2 separate regions of the Rattus norvegicus genome follow, and region 1 is linked to region 2. Evidence: chromatin contacts called from public HiChIP or PLAC-seq data. All regions are on one chromosome and are shown on one strand. Each heading gives the region's core, a stretch centred on a gene start, on an enhancer-like site or on the middle of the called end of the contact. The rest is flanking DNA. Distances are from core to core; before and after follow the strand shown. Region 1 holds the start of Dmtf1 (cyclin D binding myb-like transcription factor 1). Region 2 overlaps Elapor2 (endosome-lysosome associated apoptosis and autophagy regulator family member 2).

The links. HiChIP or PLAC-seq counts read pairs in DNA pulled down with a chosen protein or histone mark.
Region 1: an H3K27ac HiChIP or PLAC-seq map of oligodendrocytes shows a contact between it and region 2, with 6 times the contacts expected there. The contact joins the promoter of Dmtf1 here to the enhancer-like site in region 2. A contact is called at or near these places in 8 of 12 Hi-C or Micro-C datasets (the A7r5 cell line, the Rat2 cell line, Schwann cells and 5 more) and 1 of 1 datasets of contacts at active chromatin or transcription factors (oligodendrocytes).

The regions. Positions count from the first base shown.
Region 1 is chr4:25,862,939-25,866,785 of GRCr8, reverse strand. It overlaps Dmtf1 (cyclin D binding myb-like transcription factor 1), which reads right to left and starts at 1,345. Exons shown (of 17, transcript NM_053693.1): 1 at 1,199-1,345.
Region 2 is chr4:25,648,118-25,652,319 of GRCr8, reverse strand. It overlaps Elapor2 (endosome-lysosome associated apoptosis and autophagy regulator family member 2), which reads left to right. Exons shown (of 22, transcript NM_001109345.1): 4 at 787-934. Among named protein-coding and RNA genes, the nearest start is that of Mir879, 29 kb to the left of the region's middle. Within about 2 kb of position 2,594, at least 17 of the 93 cell types and tissues checked have an H3K27ac peak or open chromatin away from gene starts, as enhancers often do.

The DNA of each region.
Region 1 (3,847 bases), core at 96-2,595, 220 kb before region 2:
TGTTATTGTAAATTACTCGAATTATTAAGGTACATTTATGACTGCCCTAAAGAAATTTGAAGTACCAGAAAAATCTTTAAGGAAAATAGCCTTTGGTGTCTGTAAACCTTTCAACATAATCAAAGGCCTTTTCTTTAATTTATAGCCTAAAAGTTATTTACAAAATAAAATATAGGTCTAATTAATAAAAGTCTCAAATGGCATTACATCTAGCTTAAGACATAAAATATCAGAAACAGTACTGAAATGCTCTTTTCTTTCGAGGATGTTCCAATAGGAAGTCTAGCTGTCAGAAAGGGGTACAAGATCTCAGAAAATCAATCACGAGCATTAGGCTGGGGAAAGGGATGTAATATCCATTTCACGGGCTACCAATCTTTCCTTAGCTACACCGAGTCTTTATAAAAACATATGCTGTATCATTCAACAGCACAGGATGGCACTGGACCACTTCTTTCGGAGTAAAACTCTCAAGGCTGAGGGGAGATTCTCAAAAAAAGTTCTCGCTAGAGTACCAAAGAGGGTTTTGAAACGCTTTAAGGTTTGCTCCGCACGATCCTGACAATTACTAGTTGGCTGGGCGAGGACTCTCCCCGCACCATAGGCCACGTCCCGTGCAGTCTTTAAAGAGAAAGTCCGGCCAGCAACCATGACTCCCTCGCTGAGTCCAGCCAGACCGTACAACCGGCGAGGGGCATACAGGCCAAGCAAGCAAAAGAGAACTGGGTGGGCTTGGGGAGACCCCCGCCCCCACTACCCTGCCAACCGCACCCACGCCCAGGCAGCGTAGAGGGCTTAGTCGACCGCGAATCCAGCAAAGCTAGGCTGGAAGCTCTGCCGTCCAGCACGCACACGCCCGCGGGCCCCTGGCGCCGTCCTCCGCGACTCGGGCCCACCCCCAGGGGTCCCGGCGCCATTTAGTTCCTCCAGCCCGCCGCCATTTTCCGCCCCCGCCGGCTCGCCGCTGCGCCCCAGCGATCGCTCGATGGTTCCAGCCGCCAGCACCTGCATGAGCCGGCGACGGAGACCGCGGGCGCAGCGTGCGGGGCCTGCCGCGGCGGCTAGACGAAGACCGGACTCCGACCCCGCCCGCAGCACCCGGCCGGCGGCAGCCAAGGCCTGCGAAGGGGCCGGCTCGGCCGCACTGGGCGGAGCGGCTGCGACAGAGGCCCGGACCTGAAGGTTCCATCGCACTTACTTCCTGTTTTGGGTCCGGGCACTTTGGAAGAACCAGGATGGAGGCTCCAAAAAATACCAGGATGGAGGAAGCAGCCACGGGAGAGAGTGGCTGCAGCTGGGGTGAGCGAGCGCAACCAGCCACCGGAAACGGAGCCACGGCCGCGCCCCGCCCCCGCCCTCTCAGTACCCCCCCTCTCCGGCCCGCCTCTCCCGTGGGGCGGACCTGCGCGCCACCTTGAACGTCACTTCCGTCTGCGTCGACAAGCTGATGGGTTGCTGCGGAGTCGACCGCCATTCTCAGCAAGCAATACGGTCGTATAGTCCCTGCCTAGCTGATGCGGATGATATAGAGGAGAGTCTTTTCCTTAGCAGGTGTCTGCACCGTTTAGTTTCCGGAGGATCCGAAGGGAAGAAGAGGCCTTAAGAGTACAGAAGAAAGCAGGGTGTCTCTCTCTGCTCCTTGGTTTCTGGTCCTGTGGTATAATTATTGTGAAAGGTGTCCTCCGTGAGTGTGACCTCGCTTTTAGGAGACTACAGTTCTTCATGGATTTAAAGTTCAATGCTGGTGTCTACACCGATTGCATCTCTGTTTTCTGGACCCTGCCCCCATGCCAATCTTTTAAGAATCAGATTCCTTAAGAGTTTATATGAATAAATGCATTTTGACTATATCCACTCCCAATTCTTCCCGTGTTCTCCCTGACATCCCCAATCCCCACTCAAATTCATGTCCTGGTTCCTGTGTGTCTGTGTGTCTGTGTGTGTGTTTCCCTGGCTACACATGTAAGCCAGATGTTCTTGGGTGTAGGGCTGCGCACTTGGACATAAGAAAACAATCTGGTCTCTTCAGGAAGGAAATTGATTCTTCCTCAGCATCCCATCCATGCTGCAGTGTTGACTGGAGTGGTGGTGTGCAGGATACCACAGCTGCTGCGTGGTGGGTGTTTCACAGAAGTCTCCCCATTCCCCACCTCTTTCAGGTTTTTTTTGTTGTTGTTTGTTTTTTGCTGCCCCCATCTTCAGTGACATTTCCTTACCTTTGGTGTAAGGATTGTGTCATAAATGTCCTATGTCCCACTTTGGGATGAAAGACCCCCGGGGCGGGGAGACCCTCACTCAAGTCTCGGGATGATGCGACCCCCCAAGAACTCACCTGAGACCGTCCTTGCTGTAATAAACATGAGGTTTATTGACAGGAACCAGTGCACTGGGGTCGAGACTCATATCCCACGCAGGGGCAGTGGAGTTCGACCCCCAGTAACTAAGACAAGGGGAATTTAAAGGAAGAAACCTCAACCCCAGCGGGTAGGGAGGGCATCATTGGAAAATGTCGAGAATACCAGTGAAAAATCACAAGGAGGAGCTTCCTGTTTCTCAAGATTGTTTACTTTATGGTCCATCAGTTCCTGGGAGAAGGTTCCTGCTTCTCAAAATTATTCTCTAAGATTTTAATCTAACTTTATGGTCAGCTAGTACAGGTAGAGGGCAGGGTCTGGAATTTGAGGTATTTAGGGCTTTTTTAAACTTCTGACTTCTTAGCTGCATTTTTTATTCTTTCAGGGATAGGCACTCTATAGTCTATAACTGCACACTGGTCAGTTGTGGTTTTCTGCCATAAACTCTGCAGACTCTATGGTGAAAACATAAAAAAAAAAAGCTGCTTTTTGCTTAATTTAAAGAGCCCCATGCTGGGTACAGTGGCTTACACTGTAATTTCAACACAGAAGAGACTGAGGCAGAATGAAGATTCTGGAGTTTTAGGCAGTGTTGTCTGCATAGAACACATCTCAACCAAACCAAACAAAAAAGTAGTTCTAAGATCTAAGGTGCTGAGCAGTGGGGTTCCGATTGGTGTTCCTTTTATGATTCAACTGCATTTAACTTTTTTTTATAAAATCAAGATATATTATACTTTGCTTTCCTTTACTATTAGTGATACACAGAGTCTCATTCCTAATCAGGAAGCCGTTTGCAGATGATAGATCTTGGGAAAGAGAAAACCAGTGTTTGTCCAGTGGAGTGAAATTAGATGCATCAGGCATACTCAGTCTGGCACAGTTCATAGGAGTTGATGGTCGGTGCAGTTTGGACTCCCATGTCTTTTACAGTGGCTTTATTCACATTTGCCAAAACTTGCAATCAACTGGGATTTATTTCAGCAGGTGAATGGATAAAGAAACAGGCACATCCATACAACAGGATTTTACTTGGCGCTTAAGTAGTGAAAAATCAAAATATATGTCACTAAGTAAAGAAAACCATCCAAAAGGCTCTGCATGCTAAGACCATGCCATTCTGATTACTTTTCTATTACTGTGAAGAGACAACCCTGGCAAAGGCAGTTTACAAAAGAAAGTTTTAGTTGGGGGATTGCTTACAATTTTAAATGATGAGTCTATAATCATTATGGAGGGGATCATTACAGCAGGCAGGTAGGAATGGGGCTAGAGCAGTAGTTGAGAGCCTACATTCTTAACTGCACATTGAAAGCACGGAGCCATTTGGGTATTTGTGGGCTTTCGAAAGCTCAAAGTCTGCACTCAGTGACATGGCAGACATTTCCAACAAGACCACACCTAATCCTTCCCAAAGAATTTCACCAGCTAGAGACCAGGCATTCAAGTATGTTAGCCTACAGAGGCCATTCTTCTCATTCGGTCTACCACAA
Region 2 (4,202 bases), core at 1,345-3,844:
TGGTTGAGAAGACTTTGGCTTCTATCAAATGACTTCAACAGTTTAAGAGGCCAGCTATAATATAGCTTTGTGTGTGTGTGTGTGTGTGTGTGTGTGTGTGTGTGTGTGTGTCTATAAGTCAAACTCAGATGTTGTTTGAAAGAGTAACTCTACTTGAAGCTGTGAATCTTAACATTAGTGATTTTGGTTTTGGTAAACAAAACATAAAATTTCTACCAAATTGATCATATAGCCTTACAAAGATTTAATATGTCATATGCTATAAAATAAACCTTTTTATATAGTTACTATATATATATATTTATGTATACACACATATACATATAACTATATAAATAATTCTTTCTCGTATGTGTATGATTTCAGGGCTGACTTCTTAGTAATGGATAACCAGTTAGGGGTTCATCCCTGGAGAAGCCTAGGTCTCCTTCTCTCAGTAGTAGTTAGTTAACTGTAGTTTCTTGTACATGAACCCCTTCCATGTCTATTGGTGTTGTTATTGTTCTGAGGGCAATTTGAGGGGCTAGAAGGGAACAACATAGGAAGAGTTGGAGAGAGGAAAGGAACAGGAGAAATGTCATTTTAATTAAAGTAAAAACTAATGTAAATTAAGTACAAAAGGAACTTCTCAATGGTAGAGTTGAACCGTTGAATTCTGGCAAAGCTCGTGTTATCCACTTCGTTTGGCCCATGAAATCTACTCCTGATTAAGTCATTCTGTGGGAGGAGTGTGGCTAGAAGAGGTTTCTGAGCTTGTACAAAAAATGTTTGTTTCTGTTTTCACAGCTCTTCTTGGCTTCCTCGTGGGAACTATATAGAGTCTAACCGTGATGACTGCACTGTGTCTCTGATCTACGCTGTACACCTTAAGAAATCAGGCTACGTCTTCTTTGAGTACCAGTATGTGGACAACAACATCTTCTTTGAGTTCTTTGTAAGGCTTTTCATATTCTAGAATTAGATTTTTAAGGAACATTCATATAATTGTTTCTACTCCCCCCCTCCCCCCGCCCATTCTACTTTATGCCCTTGAACTTTTTGGAGGGTGTTAATTGCATCTTTCAATGTTCAAAGGAAGCCCTGTCCCAGTGGTACTTAGTGTTTAAGTCAATCTTTCTTCCATTTTCACAGTTTTCTTGTGGAATGACGTTGGCTTGTTTCACTTCTGGTTGTGTTCCTCAGGTGGCTATTTGGCTTAGACTGTACATCACAAATAATTTTTCCAACACTCATTTATTCTTTGTTGGCCACAGAGGCTATTGTTTTTCTATGTGTTGTGTATGTAGAGGGATATCAATGTTTGCATGTCCATAGATGGAAGAACATGCATGTGTATGTGGGGAGGACAGAGGTTGATGCTGGGAGTTCTCGTCTGTCACCCCCATTTTACTTTTGTGAAACAGAGTGTCTCATTGTGGCTGAGCTCACAGATTGGGCAGTACTGGCTGGCTAGGTAGCTCTGGGCATCTGGTCTTTCTCTGGTCTGCCAGTGCTAGAGCTGGTTACCACCACAGCCACATTTTACACATGCTGGGGATCTATGCATGTCCTTGTCATGATTACATAGCAAGTACATTACCCATTGAGTCATAATAACAGTTTCTATTATGTTAAAATTATATTAAAATATTTTGATTTTGCTAAATATTTTCTTGCAGTAAGTCAGTAAATATTTTCTAGCTCACTATAGTTGTTTATTCAAAGTTATTTAAAAAATAGAAATGGCTGTATTTTCTGATTCTGTGACTTTTGGACTTTCGAAAAGACTCCTTGGATGAAATACTTGATATGTCCGTCATGAGCTTAAGTAGAATTACGGAATCTAAGATATAGTTATATACTAACAGAATAACTGCAGAGGCTATTTAACGGATTGAAGCTGTATCTGATCTAGTAATATTTACTATGACTGTGACTTTAATTCTTGAGAAAACGTTTTCAGATGGACTTACACCAGGCACAATGTTTGCTTTGTCATCAATGAGAAAAAAATGTATTTCTGTGACCCAGCTTTTAAGAAAAGAATATACTAACAATTTTAAAAGAAATTTCTATTGCTCTAGGTGATAAGTATTTCTAAATCAGTAATTGTAGTTTCTATATCAGAAGTTCGATGGTAAGAAATATTTCCCATTACAATTTCCTTTGAAGTAAAGCGATTCTGGCTCTGGTTATAACTATGTAATTATTAGCTGTATCCTCTTGAGCAGGTAGACTAAGTTTCCGGCCCTCACTGCTCCCTTCTGTGAGGTGAATTGTTTGGTAAAGCCCTTTGAGGAGCTTCTAGTATGGATATCCTTTCATGTTTTAGACTTTTAAGCAACATTTAGACAGGTTTCCTTTTTAAAATATATCAGGTTTGCAAAAAAGAAAAAAAAAAAGCTTGTGAGAATGAATGAGTATTTCTTGGGACATTTCAGCAGTGTTGCAGAAAATGAATAAACTCAGGAAGTGAGACAAGGGTCTAATTGTTGTGAATAGGCAGCTCTTTTTATTTCCCAACAAGTCCCCTGAGAGCAGTCAATAAAGGTGCCTTTAGGGCATGGTACCCCATTACTTCCTGTCAGTGATGCCTGTGTCTTTTGGTTTAGAGTCTGACAGGGGTGGCAAGCTCATGCTGGTCCTTCCTATTGCACGTTTATAGGTTGGGATTGACTCAGAAGGTGAACACTCCTCAGTCATCATTAATCAGTGATGAAAAGGAAGTGTTTGAAGAAAAGAAAGATGTAGGCGGACGGAGAAAATAAATATATAGTGTATAATGTGAAGTAATGAAGTGCTGAGTTTGACACTCAGTGTGACTTTACCTCAGCAAAAGAAACAGTTGTTTCTTTTAAAAATGATGAAGCTGAAACCTAGAGGAGTTATTGGTTCATGATACACTTTAACTTGTTTTAAAATGAGTAATAGATTTCACTTCTTCACAGTGGAGGGGATTGTCACGATCACATGATACCTGCTTTGGTGTGTAAAAAAGCCTCTAGCATGTGTATTTGCTGTCCACAAAAGGTATATTCAGATCCCGTCACTTCTATGAAATGGCTTAACACTGGTGTCATAGTGGTCATGATGGTCAGAGAAGAAACAGGGCACACATTCATTTAAAGAAACTATTAATTGGATAGTCTCTTGATATTTGGATCACCAGTGGGACTGCTTTCTAGTTAATACGTCTTTAGAAAGCTCTTTTAGTGAAAACACTCTAAGCTTTGTAACAGGAAAATAAGGAAGGCATCCAGAACAATCTACAAAAGAGAAAGATAGATTTGACAGCTGGTAAGTCCATGTGATAATGTCCGGCTCCATCCTGCTGCTGACTGTATTGCTATACCAGCACGATGGCCTGCCTTTTAGCTATCTCCACACTTATCTGTTTACCTGAGAAAGTAGTATCCTAACCTCTGTGCATTTTTGAAGCATTACGCAGAGAGTCCAAGATGTCTTTTTCATTATTTATTCATTCACTTTACATCCTGATCGCTGCCCTCCTCCTGGTACCCCCTCACACAGTTTCTCCCCCATTCCTTCATCCTGTGAGAGGGTAGAGGCCCCTCCTGCTTATCCCCCAACCCTGATACATCAAGTTTCTGCCCCACTGAGGCAGCCCAGTCGGCGCAATGGGGTCCATAGGCAGGTAACAGATTTAGGGACAGTCATCACTCTAGTTGTTGGAGGACCTACGTGAAGATGGAGATGCTACATATGTGTGGGGGGCCTAGGTCCAGCCAGTATATTTTCTGTGGTTGATGGTTCAGTCTCTGAGAGCCCTTAATAGTCCAGGTTAGTTGACTCTGCTGGTCTTCCTGTAGAGTTCCTATCCCCAGGTTTCCCAATCAATTCCCCCAACTCTTCTACAAGACTCCCCAAACTCCAGTCACTGTTTGGCTGTGGGTCTCTGTTTCAGTCAGCTCCTGGGTATAGCCTGTCAGAGCACAGTTATGTTAGGCTCCTGTCTACAAACATAATAGAATATCATTAATAGTGTGAAGGGTTGCCTATGGGATGGGTCTCAAGTTGGGCCAGATATTGGTTGGTCATTCCCTCCGTCTCTACTTTATCTCTGTCCCTGCATTCCTTTTAGACAGGATATATTTTGTGTTGAATTTTTTGTTGGGGGGTTGCTGTCCTTATCCCTCTACTGAGGGTCCTGCCTGTCTACAGAAAGTAGCCACTTCAAGTTCTGTAACCCCACTGTTAGGAGT